2 separate regions of the Rattus norvegicus genome follow, and region 2 is linked to region 1. A link is a contact called in public Hi-C data. All regions are on one chromosome and are shown on one strand. Each heading gives the region's core, a stretch centred on a gene start, on an enhancer-like site or on the middle of the called end of the contact. The rest is flanking DNA. Distances are from core to core; before and after follow the strand shown. Region 1 overlaps LOC108352357 (a long non-coding RNA gene). Region 2 holds the start of Fetub (fetuin B).

Region 1 (3,270 bases), core at 234-2,733:
TATGTGACCTTGTGATTGTTCCCTCGAGCCACTGATGCTCACAGGACAGGGGAGAGGCAGAGTAAGTCCTCTAAGGTTGAGTCATGATGTGGAGATCTGTGGCTACTTGTTTGCCACCAAGATGGATGCCATGCCTCAGAATCAACAGGATGAGCTTCCTCTTTGATTCCCCCCTCAGTTTCAGTGTTTGCCTGCTCTTTACATAAATCAGTTTAACCTCTTAGAACATCCCACTTCCACACTGCTGGCTGCTAGTTGTTCCTGCTGCTCTGGTGCCCCCCACTGCCTCAGTTTACCCACCTTGTGGAAACAGCACCACATGTACTTAAGAGGTTGCTGTGGAGAATCAGTGTGCCCACACACAGAAAGCGCTTAACAGAGCAGCACACAGTCGGTGCTTACACATGTCTGCCCACTCTTAGTGATGAATAATATTTGTTGAATAGCTTTGACTTGGCCTTCACTTTAGCCCCCTGTCCTGAGTATCAGGAGCTATTGTGTGAAGCTAGAGCTCACCCTGATGTGTCCCTATGGCTCTGAGAGACTGACTGCAGGGGATAGCAACTGCTACACAAGCTCACAGAGCCAGAGTAGAAATCCTGGTCTCCTAATTGGGAACCCAGTACATGTTACAACTGTGAATGAGCACAGTGCTTAAACAAACACGTGGATGATGCTGACATCCTATCTAAGAGGGGAACTCCAGCCAGGGAGAAGAAAGGCTTGCTTCTCAGGCAGATAATACCCTCTCGCCAGTGCAAGGCAAACATCAGGTACTCATGCTCAATCCAGTGTTTCTTTAAGGTGCTTATTGTTAACAGCTCCTTTGTATAATGTATCTAGTTTCCATCTCCTATATCCAGTGCCATCAATATTTCCTCATTTTAATAGAATGAAGCACCTGCGGAGGGAGGATGAGTGGCAAAGTCAAGATTTATACTGAGGGCCAATAAAGCTGAAATTACCATATTCTTCCTAAATTAGACCTTGAACTCAACCCAAATGTCTTCCTGTTGTCTCCCTGTGGTCTGATGCACAAACTTTTGTTGTTTACATGTATACCTTCTAGTGAGTTGACACATGCCTGTTTAATGATTGGCATCTTCCTGATTCATGTGTCTTTCCAGGAACACAGATATGGTGTGGGTCAATATTCTACATATTACAAAGTTTTCATCTTTCCTGAACAGGCTCTATAATATAAATAATCCCCTTGTAATTAACCACAACACCAAAACAAACAAACAAACAAACAAACAAAAAACCAGTGTCTGATGAGTGGGCAAGTATGTTGGTATATATATATACAGAATAGAATACCATAGATGTATGAACAATTATACTTTGCAATTTGCAACATGGAAGGAACTGGAAACCAGCTGGTTAGTGAGTGCATCTAGGCACGGGATATCAAAGGCTGACAGGGCTGATGTCACCTAAGCTAGGAGCAGGACAGGAGTCATCAGCAGTTGGAGGCTGGCATAGGACAGGGCTGGCCAAGGATTACTGAATGACAGATAGACTGGAATGGACACAGAGGACAATGCTGTATTGTTCACAGAGAATGGCTAAAAGGACTTTGAATTTTGTCACCATGAACAGCTGATGACTGTCTGAGGTGACAGGTGATTCTGATTTAAACAAATACCTGGGAGCAAAGTCATTAGGTGTACCCCACGCTAGATACAAATTTCATACTTGGTCTATCAGTTTTCCTGTCTCATTTATATTTTATAGCACCCTGAGGGTTGCATGGGTCAGGCTGGGGCTTTTATATAAAGAGCATACTCATGGTTTCCTCAGCGTTCTTGAAGTCGCAGTCCTGTCAGGTGAGGCCTCTCTGAACAGGGCAGTTGCCCTCCTTGATTTGATACTTGAAGGAATAAAATGTTTCAGAGCCATCCTGAGGAAAGCAAAGGTGACACCTGGAGTCACTCAGGGAACCCAGTAGCAAGTTTGTGGACCCTGACATCACAAACACCATTCCTGATCAGACTCAAGGAGAGCCGTGTTCGTTAAAATGTGTTTATTTTTATATAAATATTTCCTGGAGGAATGTTTATCATGGTTTCTAAGTGCACAGCCAAAGTTGTCAAATCAGTGACCAACCCCTCTTTCCTGTCCCAGCCTGAGGACCCTGTAAGATCTTAAGATGGCAGCATTTGTTAAAATGGCGGTATCTGTCAAAATGGCGGCACCTCAGATTGGAGCTGTCACAAGAAGCTGTTCAAGGTGGTGCATCTCCTTTCTCACACCAGCTGAGCTGTCCTGCAGAAACTTGTATAGTAGTTGCACCCTCCGCAGCTCCACAGATACAGAGCCTCAGCCAAAACTGCCTGTGACTAGGAAGGTCTTCCCATGGGCCCAATGCAGGAAGAAGGAGGTGGGGGAAAAAGCAACCAATCCAGGAGAAGGAAAAACCCACTAGTTTAAAATCCCCAAGCTTCCCACAAAAATCCCACCAATCCTGTAATCCTTAAACAGGAAAATCCACCAATCTCTGAGCTCCCTAAATTCATGATTTGAAATCCTCCAATCCTCAATCTGGAAATCTCTGCCTTGAAAAGCTGTGCCTCCTAAGAAATCCCACATAAGGCCTGTCCTTTGTCCAATTCCCTGGATTCTTAGTTCCTTTCACTGGATGTCTCAATACATCTGTCTCATGAGATTTGCTGCCTGGTGTGTAAACAATTAAGCTTTACCACTTGCAACATGGGAGGAACTGGAAAAAAGCCAGTTACTGGAGGATCTATGCACAAGACACTGATGCTGACAGTGGGTGTTGTCACAGAAGCTAGCAGCAGAGCTGTAGTGACTATCAGAAGACACCAAGAAGCAATGAAGAGAAGGGAAAAATGAAATGGATGAGGGTCTGAGGCTCCTCAACTCCTCAGCTCAGTTAAGGATACCCCCACCCCCAGGGGAGTTGCAGCATCACTGCTGAAGAGGATTTGTCTGTGAGCTTTGTGGTTCCTGTACTCCCTTGTCTCAGTTTTCCTTTTGATTGTGACACCGTCCCTCCTTATAACTGTCTGATTCCTGAGTTCCCTACCTCAGGTTTCCCTTCCACTCAGAGATGTGTGGTTCCTAGGTTTCTGAGTCCCAGGATACCTTCCCATCCGAGCAGAAACACATGTTCATACTATGCTTATATTCTTAGTGATCTCAAAGCAGTAGCCAAAGTATTATCCCTGCCCTCTTTTATGTAAACCCTGGTTTACATGGATATATATGGATTCAACATGTCTGGCTGAAGTTGGACATAGGACA
Region 2 (3,110 bases), core at 307-2,806, 81 kb after region 1:
TTGCTATTCTTCTAGAGCACCCTCAGTGTCCCCATCAGGTGTCATATAACCATCTGGATCTCCAGTTCTGGGGGTCGGAGACTGGGGGTGGGGGCGGGGGTGGGGAGTGGGGTGGGTCTTAAGACACCTTCTGGTCTCTGTGGGCGCTACATGATTGTGGTGCACACACATACATGAAGCAAGGCATCCGTACATAAAGAAAAATAAAATATATTTTTAAAGGAGAAAGGATGAGTTCTGAGGCCATTTAGTTTTATTCCCAGGAAGCCCCTGACAGTACCCACACTGGAAGCCATTCTCTTTCCTAGCTGAAAACTTCACGTGGATATTCATTCAAATAAAGCTAAGCAAAAGAACACAAGCTATCCTCCAATATTGCTGCTGTCCACCAACCTTCTTCAAACACCAGAATCTCTCTGTCTGTCTCTGTCTCTGTCTCTGTCTGTCTCTCTCTCTCTCTCTCTCTCTCTCTCTCTCTCTCTCTCTCTCTCTCTCTCTCTCTCTGATAATGTAAACATTGTCTTAGCTGCCAAAGAACCTTAGGATAGAAAATAATTTGGGAGGACCTTTTCAAGTCTAGTCAGCAAGACCCCAATCCTAGGAACCCTCCCTACCCTGACTAAACTTGGTTCTGTCTCCAGTGTTAGAGTTGGCACGCTGGCCTGTTGCCTTGGAGACAATAAAGAGGAACCTGAAGAGTGGGCAGGCACTGAGCAGGCCCCTGGGAACAGGCACTTACAGTCTCATAGAAAATCCTCGGTCCGCAGTCCTTCAGTGCCTTCCTGCTGAGCACGTGGCAGCCAGTCTCTAAGACGTCCAGCATGAGGTAGAACAGAGAGCCCATGTCTTCCTATGATGGGGTTGGAGAAACACCACATCCCACATGAAACACTTCCAGGACAACTAGACCAATAGCATCGTCCTGGGAGAGCCTAAGCTCATGTGTATGCTACATGCTCTTCTAGACTCCTGAAACCTGGACGTGGTGACAGAGTAGGCTCACTCTTGTCATCACTCCTGTGGACAGCAAGAATGACATAGCACACCTGCTGCTGATGGCAGAGTATTGTGTTCCCAGACCGGAAAGTACCTGTTGACCTGTTGACAAGTAGTCCTAAGTTGCCACCCCCGGGCTAGTCCCTGTAGCCTGTCCAAATGCTGCCCCAAAGTCTGTCACTTGCCTGACGGTGAACCCGAGCATCGTGTACTCTGTTGAGGGTCAACATGTAGCCATCCTTTTGGACTCTGTTGATGTTCTGCAGGGCAAAACCTGCAACTGCCAGCACTTCAGAGTCGTTACAGCCCAGGGGACGCAGAGGTGCGAAGGGGGCGTTTGGCAGGGGTGGAGCTGGGGGAGAGCGGGCCACACAGCATGCAGCCAGGGTGCAGAGCACCAGAAGCCGTAGCACACCCATTCTGTGGAGAACAAGATCCAGGACGTGTCAGGGTCGAGCTGACAGGACGGGCCCTACTGTGGGGCCTCAAGATTGGCTTGAGCCGTTTTATAATTGCAATCAGAGAGCTGCATACGACTTGAAGTACCAGGTCCTGAGGCCGCCTTTATCCAAACACAGCATTTTCCTGAGTCAATATTTTAGATGGGATTTGTCAGTGTTCTAACCTTGGACCCGGAGCATGCCATTCGTGTAAATAAATTGAAGTTTCCTAACTCCTTCCTAGGAATTATAGCAAATGTTTGATCAAGACTTGGGAAACCTGGCTTCTGTCCTGTCCAGAGGAAAGCCAATCCCCACTCAAAAATGTCCCTTTCTAGTTCCTGTATCAGACAGGAAAATGTGCTTCACCTCAAAATTGTATTTAAGGCGGGGAAAGCTAATGAGACCCCAAAACTTCTCCCAATACACTCTAGTCTATTCTTCCTTTTGTGCATCTAAAAGTAAATGCATCAACAGACAGAAACCTGATACTGTCAGGAGAAAGATAAGGATGGCCATCGAGACCCACAGTGGTCCTTGCCTCTCTGAGTTTCAATTTCGAGCCCAGGGAGGCGGGAGGTTCTGCTTGTTAGGAGTATAGGAGAAGCAATTTATTTTTTGTTTTGACTGAATTTGTTCAGTAGCTGCATATGGCCTTGAACGCGAAATCCTCTTGCAGCTACTGGGACTACAGGTACATATCACCATATTCTGGCTACAAAACCAAGTATCTTCCAAAACTCCTTTCCTCTAGAACTGGGCTTCATACGTGTGGGACAAGTGGGATGATTACAAGGGCTACAGCACAGTGATTTTTATTTTGAGACAAGACCTCATTAAGTTTCCCAATCTGGGGCTGGAGAGAGGGCTCAGCTGTTAAGAGCACTGACTGCTCTTCCAGAGGTCCTGAGTTCAATTCCCAGCAACCACATGGTGGCTCACAACCATCTGTAATTGGATCTGATGCCCTCTTCTGGTGTGTCTGAAGACAGCTACAGTGTACTTATATATAATAAATAAGTACATTTTTTAAAAAAAAGTTTTCTATCTGGCTTGGAACTTGCAACCTTGCTTCAGTCGCTAATTCCTGGAATTATGAGTGCCCACCACCATAAACAGCACGTACACAGACACATACACACCCAGGCCCTCACTTATATCAGACAAACATTCTACTTCTACTTCTGAGCTATATCTACAAGCCAGTTTCTACTTCAAACACACACACACACACGCACATACACACATCACAGGGCCTCACTTATATCAGACATTCTACTTCTGAACTATATCCACAAGTCAGTTAGTTTCTACTTCAAACACACATACACTCACACACACACACACACACACACACACACACACACACACACACACACACGAGAGAGAGAGAGAGAGAGAGAGAGAGAGAGAGAGAGAGAGAGATTAACAATGAAAGTAAAGGTCCAAGTCAGGAAGGGAGCCTACAGTAGGCTGTCCTGGAAAGCGTTCCCTAAGGTAAGCAACACCTCCACCCCCACCCCTGCCCAGGCTCTCTGTGTCCAAATGGAAGTTCTGCTGCATCTGCAGGTACCCATCTGGTAGGCCATCAACAAAGAGGACCTTGAAGACACCAAAGCTCTGGAGTCAATACTATTTCAGACACAGTTCCCTACTAAAGAATACAAGAGTTTT

What was found. A called contact is a pair of places that touch in the nucleus more often than the background predicts.
Region 2: a contact with region 1 is called in a Hi-C map of liver, with 3 times the contacts expected there. The contact joins the promoter of Fetub here to the enhancer-like site in region 1. A contact is called at or near these places in 4 of 12 Hi-C or Micro-C datasets (hepatocytes, kidney and liver).

What each region holds. Positions count from the first base shown.
Region 1 is chr11:91,512,083-91,515,352 of GRCr8, forward strand. All of the region lies in intron 1 of LOC108352357 (a long non-coding RNA gene), which reads right to left. Among named protein-coding and RNA genes, the nearest start is that of Kng2l1, 30 kb to the left of the region's middle. Within about 2 kb of position 1,484, at least 1 of the 93 cell types and tissues checked has an H3K27ac peak or open chromatin away from gene starts, as enhancers often do. A contact at or near this core is called in liver, where this site is marked.
Region 2 is chr11:91,593,416-91,596,525 of GRCr8, forward strand. It overlaps Fetub (fetuin B), which reads right to left and starts at 1,557. Exons shown (of 7, transcript NM_053348.2): 1 at 1,182-1,557; 2 at 740-850. The coding sequence starts at 1,415.